Regions from separate parts of the Rattus norvegicus genome. Here region 2 is linked to region 1. A link is a contact called in public HiChIP or PLAC-seq data. All regions are on one chromosome and are shown on one strand. Each heading gives the region's core, a stretch centred on a gene start, on an enhancer-like site or on the middle of the called end of the contact. The rest is flanking DNA. Distances are from core to core; before and after follow the strand shown.

Region 1 (7,551 bases), core at 2,853-5,352:
TCAATACAGAATCAGTTTCTGGTGAACCTGCTTGATCATATATGATACAGAGTGTTTTTAGGCCAGTGGCATTTCTAGAGACATTTCATGCTCTCGCCGATTAACGTCGCATGATAAGAAATATTTAGCTATGGTAATATTCATTACAGCATTGTTGGTTTAGACTAGAAAAGTCTGGAAAACAACAGAATATTCCGCTGGGATTGGTTCAGTGTCCCAACTATATCATTCATATTTCCATAGACATTAGGGCTATTTCTGCAGAAGACTGGTTATACGGGACCACAGCTGCAACAAACGATTTGGGGGGAGGGGTGGAAACTGGTCTCAAGACAGAACTATGACTATCTTGTTAGTTTTTACAAATAAAATTAAACATGTGTGTGCACACATGTATACTTGAAATTTTAAACAATCTTTAAATTTTTTGAGATGTGAATTTTACATAAGCTAAAAGGGCTAACGGGTAAGTAGAGAGGTCTTAAATCTATATCATTTGCCCACTGAGGTATAAGTAAGAAGCTCTATTAGGAGTTCTTGCCAAGTTCAGAGCCCAGCAGGGAGTAAGGATCTCGAAAACTACAGAATAGTCCTAAATGTTAAGGGGCTACTTCAATATAATTTTTAAACTTCTTTTTCCAGTACTGTGTACTTGAGATTTCCCACAACCATGTTGAGTATTAACTGGTGTTCTCCTCGTGATGGTTTGTATATGCTTGGCCCAAGGAATGGCACTATTTGGAGGTCTGTCACTGTGGGTCTGAGCTTTAAGATCCTTATCCTAGCTGCCGGGAACCCAATCTTTTCCTGTTTGCCTTCGGAACAAGATGTAAAACGCTCAGCAACTCCTACATCACGCCTTCCTGGATGCTGCCATGCTCCCCACCTTGATGATCATGGACTGAGCCCCTGAAACTGTAAGCCAGCCCCAGTTAAATGTTATCCTCATACAGGTTGCCTGGTCGGGCTGAAGAGATGGCTCAGCGGTTAAGAACACTGACTGCTCTTCCAGAGGTCCTGAGTTCAATTCCCAGCAACCACAAGGTGGCTCACAACCATTTGTGCTGGAATCCGATGTCCTCTTCTGCTCTGCTAGAAAACAGCGACAGTGTACTCTCAGACATGAAATAAATAAATTAAAAAAAAAAAAAGTTTCCTGGTCATGGTGTCTGTTCACAGCAGTCTTGTTTAAGTGGCCATCTTTAAGTGGAAGGTAACTTACTGTCATATATAGAAGACACTAAAGGGGTTGGGGATTTGGCTCAGTGGTAGAGCGCTTGCCTAGGAAGCGCAAGGCCCTGGGTTCGGTCCCCAGCCCCGGAAAAAAAAGAAAAAAGAAAAAAAGAAAAGAAGAAGACACTAAATAGCGATCCACATTAACAAAATCCTCTGAACAATGCACTAAGGGAGAGAGAGAGAGGAAGAAATGAAGGAAGAAAGATAAAATTGCTGTCAAATATAGAGAAACAGGCTGAGTAGGTGACTCTGACCCAAAAGTACATTTCCGGTCTCCTCCAGTTTTTCAAGCCCTCCATCGACTCCTGCTTCTGATACTTGAGTATCCTCAGGGGTGTTTGATAGTCAGCACCTGGGGCAGCGCTTGATGTACTTGTTCTAACGGTGTTGCTATTTTTTCTACTGATTTGTAGGTTTGCGATCCAAGCGATGGACAAGCCAGCTTGCGTTTTCTGAATCCACCTCAACTTCTTGTGTTTGTTCTTATTTTACCCCAAACACACTCTGATTACCAACCAGAGAGCTTTTCTTGAGGAGCACAGGCTTCAAAGCAATTGTAGCCACTCAAAAATCTAGATTTGTCAATAAATACAGATGTAATTGCCGGGACACGATTGTTCAAACTTGTGTTCAACTCTTTTCAAAAGTTCTCCCTTGCTTAAGTTGAGATTCCAGTCCCGCCTTTGTCATTAAGGTCTCCGGGACCTTGGGCTCCACAGTTTGAGGGCACAAATGGTGTGTGTGAAAGCACTCTGCAAGTTGTATTTGAAATGTAGTACTTATCAAACTCGATCTCTAAATTTCTCCAGGGCCTACAATTTTTAGTCATTTTTAAAGTAATTTTAGAAGGTCCAAAAGTGAGGTTTTTGGGGGTTGGGTTTCTAACAATTCCTTTTTTTTTACAAGTTAGATATATAAGTTGACTTTTAAAAGTTTCCAAATAAAGATTTAAAATGAAAATCATTGACCCTCAGCACCAGTTTTTAAGGTTGTTTTTACTTGGGGTTGGGGATTTAGCTCAATGGTAGAGCGCTTGCCTAGCAAGCACAAGGCCCTGGGTTCGGTCCTCAGTTCCGAGAGAAAAAAAAAAAAAAGGTTGTTTTTTACTTAATGTGTATATGTGTTTTGACTGCATGCATACCTGTGCACCATGTGGGTAAGCTGCTTCAGAGACCAGAGGGCATCTGATCCTCTGGAACCGACATTACAAACACTTGTGAATCACCATATAGATGCTAGGTTCTGCTAAGAGAACTGCAAGAGCTCCGGTCCTCTGGCAGCCCCCCAACCTCCGAAAATGTATTTTAATGACACAAATGTAAGAAGATAAGAATCTCAATAAAATACATGAAATTAGATTGGTTGCAGAAGAACCAAGCACTGTTCCTCTATAATTCTGTGGAACACTTTGCTAGACTTGCACCTATCTAAATGCACACCTTTGAAAATCACCCAGTTTAGTTCTCTAGTGCTCTCACTACTGCACCAACACAGCATTTTTCATCCTCCATCAAGATGTGGTGTGTGTGTGTGTGTGTGTGTGTGTGTGTGTCACGTATGCTTTGCCAACCCTAGTTCACTTATCCTTCAGAACTACTTGTTAAGCCCTAGACAGTCTCTACTTCTAACTACTGTACCAGTGTTCAAAGTTGTATTTAAGACTTTTTTTTTTCATTTTTCCTAGGTCTGGAGTGATGGCTCAGTGGTTTAGAGAACTTAACTACTCTTACAGAAGACCTGGAGACCAGTTGTTACCTGCATCAGGTACCTCTCAAGCACCGGTGATTCCAGTTCATGCAGTCCAGTTCCCTCTTGCATCCATGTATGTGATGCACAAAAACTCATACACACACACACACACACACACACACACACAAATAAAAATACACCATTTTTTCCATTTTAATGTTTATTTTAGCATTGACTTAAAAAAGTTTTACAGGCTATACTCATGTTTCATAGTGCCCGAGGGAGCTTTTGTAAACCTTAATTTTCAGTAAAATTTTGTACTTGAAAATAAAGACAAGTCCCGTTTTATCAGTTTTTAATAAAAAATTACCTTGTTTTAAACGATGTCGGTTTTATTTTGTAATATTCATTTGTACCTTTTGCACTAATAATGTACTTCTCGACATGATCCAAGACGAAACTGCTTCTTTGAAGGATAAGTATAGCAAATTTTATTATGCGCAAATTTATTGTCAAGTTTTTCTGTTCATAACGCTAGTGATAATGAAGTTTCTATTAGAATTGCTCCTTTCAGATCAAGTGTATTCAAAGGAATACGAACAGACACAGGGTGAGACTAATACCAGGTTCTTCATGTTCCCTTAAAAAATGGGGGAAGGGGAATTAGCGACATTTCACGGAGCCCTGAACCCTTAATTACTAATAATCAGTAGGAATCTGCCACTTCCTAAACCCAGCTCGCCCGGCGCAGCTTTTCTCATCAGAGGCCACAACCTATTTCGACACACTGTGCAGGAAAAGGACGGCTCCAGAGTGACCTGAAAAAGGATCAAAGGCTATAAACCGCTTCAAACGCGGAAAAAAGATCACTCAACTCCCAAGGAGACCAGAAGCTTTCATTGGCCACATTTGAAAAGAAGGTGACTCCCTAACGCGCTCGCCTGACGCATAGCAAGACACTGCCCTCGGGGTCCAAAGTGATTAACAGGTAGCAAGAGTAGAGCCCCGGACGGCCGGAAGTGGAAGTGAGCCCGGGCGGGGAAGAGCACAGGCTACACCAGACCTGCGCAGCCCGCAGGCATCTCAGTGCGCAGGCGCACCTGGGCGTGGCTGGGTGACGCTAGGAGCGTGGGTTGCGACTCTCGCGGATCCGGTTCCGCCCTCCCTCTCTCAGCCCACCCTACCGAAAGAGCGCCCGAGATCCCTTTCCCAGAGTGCTCCGCGCCGTGAAGAAGCGGCTCCCGGGGACTGGGGGCATTTTGTGTTGGCTGGAGCTGGAGTAACAAGATGGCGGCATCGGCGGAGTGACGGGTTCCCTCCGGGCCGGAGCCGGCGGCAGTGGTGGCAGCGGTACTGCCGCCCTAATTCACCGCGCCCCTTCCCCAGCCCGCGACGTCGCCGCGAACAAGAAACAGCGGCGGCCGCCCAAATAGCAAGTGGCCGAGCTTCAGCAGCCGCGACCACCCTTAACTAACTGCGGCCAGGCCCTCAGCGAGCGGCGGCGATCCGGCTTCTCTCAGCCGCCTTTGCGCCCTGAAACGCCAACAAAGCCTTGGTTTTAGGTTGCCTGCCGCGCTCCTCAGATCTGCCGGGTGGAACAGCCCCGGAGGCTTCCATCCTCTTCCAGAGGTGTCGGGGCTTGGCCCCCGCCTCCATCTTCGCGTCTCAGGATGGCGAGCAGCAGCGGCTCCAAGGCCGAATTTATCGTCGGTGGGAAATACAAACTGGTGCGGAAGATCGGATCTGGTTCCTTCGGGGACATTTATCTAGCGATCAACATCACCAATGGCGAGGTAATCACCCGGTTCTGGGGGAACGTTAACGCTGGGCTTTTTTTCACCCCCAACCCCCCTAAGTACTCCAAACCTTCCCACTGCACGCACGCACGCACGCACTAGGGAGTCCAGAGCGAGCCAGTTTTCCTGGCTTAGCAGCCTCCCCCACTATTTCCCTAAAAAGGAAAAACCCGATAGAAAGGGAGGGTAAGCTCTGAGGTTTCCCACCTTGTTCAAAGTATTTCATTTTAACCGTTATTTAAGAGGAGAAGGGCGAAGTCGTGTATGATCGCCATGGTTTTCTTTGTATTTCTCAAATTTAATCTGGGGTTCTTGTTCCAGTTAGAACAGTTTCCTTTTAAAAGTCTCGCCTTACGTTCCAAGGTTGCCTGTTTTCTGGATGACTCCTTTTGTTTCACTCACTTTAGATTTAGAGGACATGCCCGTCTCTTCACGTCCTCATAGTGGCAACTGGAAGCAAGCATTGCTAACATTTCTCGTTTCCCAAGTGAGTTTGAATCCGTAGGGATTTTGATACCATCGTCCCCTTTCCTCTGCAGGAAGTGGCAGTGAAACTAGAATCCCAGAAGGCCAGGCATCCCCAGTTGCTGTACGAGAGCAAACTGTATAAGATTCTTCAAGGTGGGGTTGGCATCCCTCACATACGGTAAGAACCTTGAGCACGTAGTCGATCGCTGGGAATTGCGAAATGGTGAAAGGGGTTGAGGCTGGTAATTGGACGCGATGAATCGGTCTTGGTACTGCGTCCTCCAGATTCCATAGTTAACCGTAATCGTTGAGTAATTTTTAGTTCTCCAACTTAGTTGAAATTTTGTTGTACTGCTGCATTCAGCTTCTGTCATTTTTCCGCTTCCTGAGGCTTTCGTTTGCAGTTAACTGTGCGGGTCGTCTTTGGTCCCTACGCGGAAGGGTTGGCTTTTTGTTATTTTTAAGGAGGTACCTTTGGTGTTCACACGTTTGTCCCCTGAAGTGTGTCCCCTGAAGGTGTGGATGTGCGTGAGTTTGGTCTACTGGGGTTGCTATCGGAGCTGGTTTGGGAAATGGCTGCTCTTTTGTTGTGTTTTTGTTCCAACATGTCTTCCTCCGCTTAGAAAATGGCGGAGCGACGTGACTCAACCCCCATATTCCTGCCTTTTTCTTAGCTTGGAACCACAAAATAAGCTTCCTTTAGCAGCCTTAACCCTGAAAAGCCGAGAATTGAGTTTCATAAGGCCATGAGAATCTGGGAAGGAAATGACATGACAGTATGTGATCTCTGCAGCAGATGCAACATAAACTTGGGACATTTTTACTCGTGTAAAATTCTTACTATCCCTGTCCAATGCACTCATTGCTTTCTGCTTCTGTGAATGGCAATGTTTGATATGTTTCAGTTCCTACAAACTTTATGTGTAATTGCAAAGGCAGCTTTGAACAGCACCAACTGTTGAAATCTGCTGGTCAGCTGAATAAAAGAAAGCTTCGCTTGATAACAGTTTGATAAATAGTTTCAACCTGTTGAGTTATTTTGTTGGTAACATTTAAAGAGAATTAGAAGGGGCTCAATGGTAAATAGAAATAATCAGGATAAAAACTGCTCTTTGAAATATTTTAATGTTATTGGGATAATTTTAAATTTTGATTTGAAATTAACCTTTTTTAAGATTAGTTTTAAATCTCAACTGTTTCGTAACAGTACTCAAAGATAACATTTGCAGATAGAAAAATAGTTGAAAATTAAATGGACATAACGTATTCTCTCTTCTGTCCCTCCCTCTCCTCTAACTAGAATGGGCTATATAGACCACACACCCTGGTCCTGGAACTCAACAGAGATCAGCCTGCCTCTGCTTCCTTAGTGCTGGGAGTAAAGAATTGCACCACGCCTAGCCTTTTTTTTTTTTAAATAGAAACATTTTAATAAAGATGTTGGGAGATAAATAACCACCAGTCATTTGTAAATGAGCTCTTTGAAAAAAAAATCCAGATTTATGTGGCAAAAGATTGCAGTGAAATTGGAGGTCTAAGTTTGAGTTTCTGACCACTTTTTGTCCCTAATATACATGGGGGGAAATAAAGCCCTTGGCCTCCACTGATTTGCTCTTATTACCATTGTTTTCCCTGGGATTTCTTAGAAGTACTATCAGCCTGTATCAGGTCATTTGTGTTTGATTCTTTTTGTATGTTGCCTTCTGTTGGGAGAGTTGTAAATTTCAAAAAAAAAAAAAAAGGGCATAGTATTTTCAATGCTAAACAAATGCTAATGTGTTGTTTAGTCTAGTAGCTTATTTAAGGACCTTGCAGATACAGATCATTAAGGGCAGTGGGTAGTATTCTAAATGAGCAGATGAATAAATTAACTTGGCAGCAGACTAGTAGGTGCTTACTATAAAGTGAGTGCAGAGAGAGTTAAGGCCTTAGTAAGCTTTCTGTGGGTGTGGCTAAATAGATTAACCTGGCTTTTAAATTAAGGCTTCCTGGGAAAGGAATGAGATTTCAGGAAGAAAGCTTGGTGGACTGGTTGGGGAGGGCATCCAAGAATAGATGGCTTCTGGGAGTGGTTCCTAAAGCAGAATGTGGTAATTAGGTAGGGGTGGGGAAAGTGTACAGGGATACTTAGTAATGGGAGCAGTTGGTACATAGAAACAGATTCAGTGTGTTAGGTTTTGTTTTTAATCATCTTTGAGACAAGGGTCTGATTGTAGTTTCTGGCTGGCCTCAAACTCAGATTGTTTTATCTTTCTAATGCTGGTCACCCTGGCTGGCCAGTTCATTGGTTTTAAAGGGAAGTAGCATTTTCCCATTCTTTTTGTATATTGTTCAGTATTTCTATGTCACTTATGCATAATAG
Region 2 (7,551 bases), core at 3,418-5,917, 160 kb after region 1:
CCATCTGCCAGGGAGCATTGTGATGTAACCCCTGGGGTCAACACCTCATGTGTGACAGGTTGAAAGGAACCCAGTGGGTTCCTGCTTAACTACTTGCCTAGACAGTTCTGGGGAGATGGCAAATTTATGGCATAAAGAGGCGTCATTTTGATGGTACAGAGCATGATTATAAAGAGCTTGCATTAAACAGACTACGCAGCAGCAGGGAAGCAGAGAGGGATCCTGAAGGCGCTGGCTCATACACTACGTTCAGCCAATGGCAGAGGGAGACCTCAGTGTCACCAAATAGGATCAACATAGTAAGAGTTCTGGGTCCTACATAAAAGATGGCATAACTCTTGATCTAGGCTTGTAGCCACTTCCAAGGCTTGCATTATTCTGACAACATAGGAGTTGTCACTGTAACCATTGATGGGAAAAGAAGCAGAGTCTCTTAATTAAACAAGGTACAGCTGTAGTCGATGGCAGTCCTGCTGTAGGGATCCACTGCCCGCCTGTGTGACTTCATGGCTCTTAAACCCTGCAACAGCCTCCATTTACCCTATTTCTTTTTTCTTTTTCTTATAACAAAGAGGGGGTGTTCCAGGGGCTTCTGGGCCATTCTGCTTGGCCTGTAATTGTTTTCCACCAACACAGTAGCTCCAGTGAATACCCCACCTGATGCTGCAAAATGGCCAACTATCTACAGACCAGCTTCTCTGATAGTCGGTGGACTAGGAGAATAATTTCCAGTGGGGTGTGCCTTGCAGTATTGATGAGGGCTGTTAGTGGAAAGAGTCTGTCAAGGAACACCTGGCTCCTGGTCATACATCGATGGGGCTGCAATGTTTTCACTCTCTTGGTTTCTCAAAATCTCTAAGTACTGAAATGTAACTAACTGCCTGTCTCTAGAATCTATGTGTCCTATATTTCTTATACACAATACTTAGAAGTGCACACCCAGGGTTGGGGATTTAGCTCAGTGGTAGAGCGCTTGCCTAGCAAGCGCAAGGCCCTGGGTTCGGTCCCCAGCTCCGAAAAAAAGAAAAGAAAAAAAAGAAGTGCACACCCATTCACCCTTTGTTCCTTTAGCTTTATGCCTTTCTCATTTTTCCTTATCTTTTTCTACCTTATTGCCCCCTTTTTACCTGCATAAGCACACTTTCTTGTGGAAGTGGTCCCTCGTCTGACCAATAAGAGTTTCCCAGAGCCACTGTCCACACTGTCCACGTCCCTGGTTGGGCGCCAATTGCTACATCCAAATGGCTCCAGGGACAGATGACTGGGGTGGTGAGAGCTCTAAGAAAAGAGACAGAAAGCTGGGATCAGCTAGTCAGGTCTCCTGGCTGGAGAAACCTCAGCACTCGGGAAGCTTTGATTATATACAGTTTAGTATACAGATTGAACAGAGAGGCAGAGTTATTGCATAAGGCTGAACAAGGAGGTGAGGTTACTACACACGGATAAACAAGGAGGCAGGAGGCAGAGCTTATGCAGCTGGATCAAGGGGGCAGGTTTAGTTAATCTGAGTAGAAATAATCTCTGTAAGGAAGCAGTCTTCAGGCAACATCCAGGGCGTGGGGGTGGGGAAGCTATGGTAGACCTTTTCTGCACAACCACTGTTAACTGTTGGGGTGCACTAGGTGAAGGTGTATCTCTGTATATTCAATTGTGAAATTCTGTACTAGCAGAGTATGGCCCATCCTCGGGTTTTCTAGTCTGTAAACATTCACCTTCCTTACTTGCTGACTGGCTTTAATAAAGACCTGTGGCTAGACAGGAAGTGGAGGACGGAATTTCCATGCAGAGAAAGGGTCTCTGGGAGAAGCCAGTGGACATGAAGGAACAGGACGAATTATAGCAGAGCAAAGATACAGACTGGCCACAGATGAGGCCAGGATTAGTCATTCCGGTTAAGAAGATGAGCTATCTGGGAGCTGACCCAAGCAAAGACTCCATGATATTATTTATATAATTGGTGGGTCTGCGAAAGCCCCATTGTAGTTAACACTAGCACTTCCCCTCAGGAAGGTCTTGCCATTCCTCAATAGGTCTCAGACTCTGGAGTTTTGGGGATGGCTGGTCCCTGTCGACACAGGCAAGATCCAGGACTTTCCCCAGTCCCCACAATAAACCCTACTTTAGTGATGAAAAACTCAAGATGAGAGGCTCGAGGCTTAATCACTTGTTATGGACCACAAAGTTAGGCTGGGCACAGCAGCATGGGACTACCTGTAGTCTCAGGTACTGGAAGGCTGATATAGGTGGATCCTTCTGGTAGCACAGTAAAAAGCCTGTCTTAAAAGAACACCACCACTACCCTCCCCCCAACCCAAAACAAAAGAAACACACAGAGCTGGTGTTGTTTAGCCAGGATATTTATCACACAAACTCACACAAAGTAACATGGTTCTGGTTTACTGAGTAAAAGGAACTCAGTTAGGCTTAGCTAAGACTTCGTGACCACACACTATAAGGCTCTCAGGGAGGAAAGAGGACCTATACTGTGATAGAGAAATTCTGACTGGAACAGCCTATGGGGTTGCTAAAATAGAATCTTGTTTTAGTCATTTGGGTTTTGTTCAACTACCTATGCAATCTAAAATATGGCACAGCTAATCAAATGGCTAGGGTCCCAACAATGGGGACATAAATTCAGGAACTGCTTCAGGAATCCTTTCAGGGAACTTTCACACAGGCTTTTAAAGACAGGACATGGGGTTGGGGATTTGGCTCAGTGGTAGAGCACTTGCCTAGCAAGCGCAAGGCCCTGGGTTCGGTCCCCAGCTCCGAAAAAAAAGAAAAGGGAAAAAAAAAAAAAAAAAGACACAGGACATTCCCACAAACCAATTTGCCTTGCTAAGGACATTTGATAGCACAGGCTCAAATTCACAAGCACAAAACATAATCAATCGCCCCTTAAAAAGAATCACATGACTTGTGAAGAAGCATGATGACATTTACATCCTCACAAAAGAATTAGATCTTTCTCATTCTCACCACCTAAAAGAGAAAGAAAACACCTCTCCCTATAATTACCCTATCAACTAGCCAGGGAAAAGGTAAACTTTCTGCTCTCAACTTCCTCGACAGCAGACCTTGCAGATAAAACCACCTGACCTTGGCTTCTATGGGCATAGGGAAGTGAGCCCTTGCACCTGGTGTTACTAAAATAGTTCAGTTTACATAGAAATGTAGACAAAAACCTAGTTCAGAGCAGATCTTGGGAGTGCGCCTGTCCTGACCTCTAATTTAAGGAAGTTTTCATCATCACCCCTTCAGGGTCCTGGCCATTATTTCAAGTTAAAAAAACAACCAGGTTAATCAATCTGTGGGTCCAAGACCTCTTTAAAGCAAGCAGTTCATTGCTTATAGGAACAGGGAGATAATGGATAGTGGTCACTGAGAAAAATCTAAACAAAAATTTAAGGGGACGGGAGTAAAAGTTTGCTTTAAAGAGAGCATTCTAGGCAGAGTGCAGAGCTAGTTTGGAGACACACGTGAGAGAACTTTCATCTCCCAGACATTTCAGGCTGGTTCTCAAATTTTATTATGGTTTGACATCCAGTTCTACATGGTTCCAATTATTTGGTTCAGAAAAATATGTCTGAAGCAAATTACACATGGTCAGAGACTTTCCCTCCTAGAAAATTACATTTACCCTGGGTAAACAGATAGGAGGTCAAAATAGGGCCAGTTTAGAGAAAAAGGTCAGTGTTCAGAATAGTTACTCCTGGAAAGGAAACTAATGTTTGATTATTTCCTTACTCACGCAACAAACTGCCAAAAGATTGAAAATAAACCACCCTGCCCTAAGCATCTCATAGCTCTGGTATGGCGGGTGTTAGGTCAGGTGCACTACGATTAAAAAGAAAAGTGACAAATGGATGCAAATTTCCTGGATTTCCCCGCAGCTAATTTACAAGTCGGAGTTCTCTAACTCACAGACAGTCTTTTTATTCATTCTCAGGAATGAGCTAACACAAAACACCTGTTCGTGAATCACAACTGGTTTCTTGACAGGGTTACTTCCTTAAGATTTAAGTCTGGAGGAGTTAGCAAAATTCCCAAAATTCCAGTTTCCTCAACTATTAAACACGAAATAATAAAAGAACCAACCACAGTTCTAAAGTCCACTGACGGCAACTGTAAATTAAAGTATCCCCAAGACTGATGGGCTGGCCATTAGGAAAACCCAGGTCTACTGCTTTCTTTTTACACTCAGGTAAAGAACGCCCCTGAGAAGGTGGAGAGATTGCTTGCCCTAAGACCACATGGAGTCCGGCTAAGAACCCTAATACATTCATCACTGCAAGAAACAGGTGAGCAGGGGCTAGGAAAGAATTCATCTCCGATTCAGTCAGGCACAGGGTTCTACCTCCCAGGAATGGCCTCGGAGCCACTTATCTTTCTTGACCGGGAAAAGCGCGCCTATGGGCCTCAGCCTCCCTTGCAAGGGACGCGGCGGGGACGCCGGGTCATGGGACCTGAGGCTGGTCCTCGCCGGCGCCCGGTTAGCCCTCAACTTCCTTCCCATGGTTGCCCACGGCGCGCTCACGCCACTGCCGGCCCGGTCCCGCCGCCCCTCTTACCTGCTCTCTGACACAGCCCCGGAGGCCAGTAGGCGCTGCAGACGCTGCACCGCCCACAGCGAACGCGCCGCCATGTTCCAGATTAGAGCGCCGACAATGCGCGTGCGCGCTCGAGCCAAGTGGAGAGTCGCGCTCTGAAAAACCACGCCCCCAGTAGGCGGGGACTTCCGGTTTCCTGTGCGCTACCCTGCTTTTCCGGTCAGGTCGCTACCCTCCTACCTCGTAGTTCATCTAGTCATAGTCATGTGGATGCTTGTGCCAAGAGGCTCGTAGTAGGTGCGAGGTTCACTGTGAGCTAAGTGGATCCTCACCTCATCCTCGAGAAGCGAACACACAATGAGTGTAAAATGCTTAAACGAGGCGGGGGACACGGCGTTGCGAAAGTTTAGTAGATTCAGAGCCGATGAGATGACTCCCCAGGCAAAGGCGCTGGCCAGCAAGTCTCAACAACGTGAGCTCGATCCTGGGACCCACTTGGATGGAACCGACTTCCTCAACATGCCCTCTGACTTCACCATGACCTCAGTCATGTATGCGCCATGCACATAAAAAAACTGCAAAGGAAAGACTAGAGTACAGGTCGAAAACTGGTAGATGAAAAGTGGTTCAGGGAGTGACATCCGTTGTAAAGAAAGAGCCAGTGAAGAGGGAGAGTTGGAAGGGAAAAATACAATATGGCGAAGACGTTAAGACTGGGAAATTGGTGCAACCTGCATCTTCCCCAGTCACGCTCCCATAGTTTTTCTTTCCAGACTTGTTTTCCAACCTAACTGTGTGCTAATGGTGTATATTGTTTCCTCTTAAAATCTAAGCGCGTTCAGGGCAAAACTATATTGTCCAATTATGAGTACAGTGACTTGACAACAGATACAGTTACTCAGGCCTGTAATCCCACCCACTTAGTTTTAAGGCAAGAGGGTCACAAGAGCCCAGACTGAGTAACAGCGAGGTGGTGTCAAATTACTGGAGAGCTGGAGACGTAACTCAGAAAGGCTTGCCTAGGACATTCCAGGCTTTTCCTCAGAATTGGAAAGCTACTTTGCTGTTCAGAGAAAATCGAAGGGTGTAAAAAGAGGTAGGGGAGATACACTGCTGGAAGAGCCTAGGCAGGAGAGGATGGAATGCTTTGTTCTGGTTCTTGGCAGAGGGCCTTCTTATTATGCAGTCCTGAACTCTCTTCAGTGCTGGGATTGCAGTGCTGGCCAGCTCATTCCTACCACTGTGGTGGAGTTTCAGAGAAACCTGACAACCCCATGCAAGTCGCTATCCTTACGTCATATTTTTCCTTGCTTCTTTTTTTGCAATCTAGAATTTTGTGGTAGGTCTTGATCACTGATATTTTTTTCCTTGCCCAATAAATACTTGTTAAATGAATGAATGAAGTTGGGTGATGTCAGTGAAGATATAGGTCAATTTTATTTTTTTTAATACATGTGTATAGGTATGTATATGCCTACACCAAGGAATGCATATAGTCATGGGATCATTTGCAGTAGTCAGTTTTGTCTTTAAAACTATTTGGGTTCTGGGGATTGAATTCAGGTCATCAGGCTTGGTGGCAAGCACCTTTTCCCTGCTGAGCCATTTCCCCAGTCCAAGATGTAGATACATTTTAGTGTTTTGCTTGGTGTGGTGTTGCATGACTTTAATCTCAGCACTAGATCTCTGTCAGTTTGAAGCCAGCCAGGTCTACACATTAAATTTTAGGCCAGCCACAGCTGCTTCCCCCACACCCCACTCTCGACAGGGTTTCCCTGTATAGTCCTGGCTGTCCTGAAACTCAATTTATATATACTAGGCTGTCCTCAAACTTGGAGATCTTCCTACCTCTCTCTGCTTCCCAAGTGCTGGGATTAATGTGACCTTTCTTTTAGAAAAAAATTAGGGGATTTAGATGAAAGGATGTCTGAGTGTGAAAATGGACCAGTGTTTAATTTTTTAAGGAGTGGGATGTGCTCCTTAAGCACCCTGAATCCTCACCAAAATAAACTTAACTTTTACCATAGCAACTTGGTCTGACTTTGTCCTCTGCCTGTTGCAGTTCCACGAAGTCAGTCTTCTGTATCTTTGATCTCGGCTAAGGTCCAGCTCAGATGTGACAGCCAACACATATTATTGTCCTCATGTGCTCTATACTAGTGCACTTAGCATGGTGGTCACAAACTCTCCCAGATAAGAAACTTGAGGCCCTGACCGATTTGTGACCCTGTGTAAGGTTCCCCAGTAAGGATGAGTGGCCCTAAGAATGTAACACTTCAGACTTGGGAAGGCTGAACCTTGAGTTCCCTTCAGACCTGTGGCACACTTTGTGGAAAACCACAAAGGCACACTAGTAATGGAGTACGGGAGCTGGCGTTTGCTTTAGTGGCTGTGCTCATAGTTCTTTTAGCCACACAGCTTAGACTGAGTACTTACATACATGTGTCTATTCATGTATATGTAATACACATGTGTGCATGTGTCAGGTTTGAGACCATCTGTGTAGCCCTGGTTGGCCTAAAACTTACTATGCAGACCAGGCTGACTTTAAATTTGGCTTTTATTCATAAATGTATTAGGTGTAACTGCTTCTGGAGATCCACAGATTTGGGTTTAAGAAATAAGGGTTTTAAATCACATTGAACTATAAAAAATAAATTTTTTTAAAATTGGTCTCACAGAATCTTAGTGTAAAAGTACAGGCAGTAAATACTAGGGCTGGCTACTATTTAAAACTTTTTTTAATGTTTATTTTGTGTATGTAGATAGGTACAGGTGGAGGTCGGTATGAGTGCCAGTGTGCAGGTCAGAGGGCAGCTTATGAGAATGGGTTCTGTCCAACCTTTCATCATGGATTCAGAGGATCAAGCTCAGGTTCTCAGGGTTGGCAGCAAGCCCCCCACCCCCTACATCCTGAGTCATGTTGCTGGTTTCTGGCTGCACTATTTAAAAGACGAGAGTAAAATGCAGAACCTCTTGTCCAAACATGATTAAGGAGAAA

Evidence for each region. HiChIP or PLAC-seq counts read pairs in DNA pulled down with a chosen protein or histone mark.
Region 2: a contact with region 1 is called in an H3K27ac HiChIP or PLAC-seq map of oligodendrocytes, with 6 times the contacts expected there. The contact joins the promoter of Grpel2 here to the promoter of Csnk1a1 in region 1. A contact is called at or near these places in 4 of 12 Hi-C or Micro-C datasets (Schwann cells, hepatocytes, liver and 1 more) and 1 of 1 datasets of contacts at active chromatin or transcription factors (oligodendrocytes).

What each region holds. Positions count from the first base shown.
Region 1 is chr18:57,283,310-57,290,860 of GRCr8, forward strand. It overlaps Csnk1a1 (casein kinase 1, alpha 1), which reads left to right and starts at 4,103. Exons shown (of 10, transcript NM_053615.2): 1 at 4,103-4,718; 2 at 5,261-5,367. The coding sequence starts at 4,596.
Region 2 is chr18:57,445,741-57,453,291 of GRCr8, forward strand. It overlaps Grpel2 (GrpE-like 2, mitochondrial), which reads right to left and starts at 4,668. Exons shown (of 4, transcript NM_001109513.1): 1 at 4,572-4,668. The coding sequence starts at 4,645. It overlaps LOC134482948 (a long non-coding RNA gene), which reads right to left and starts at 1,204. Exons shown (of 2, transcript XR_010059713.1): 1 at 1,128-1,204.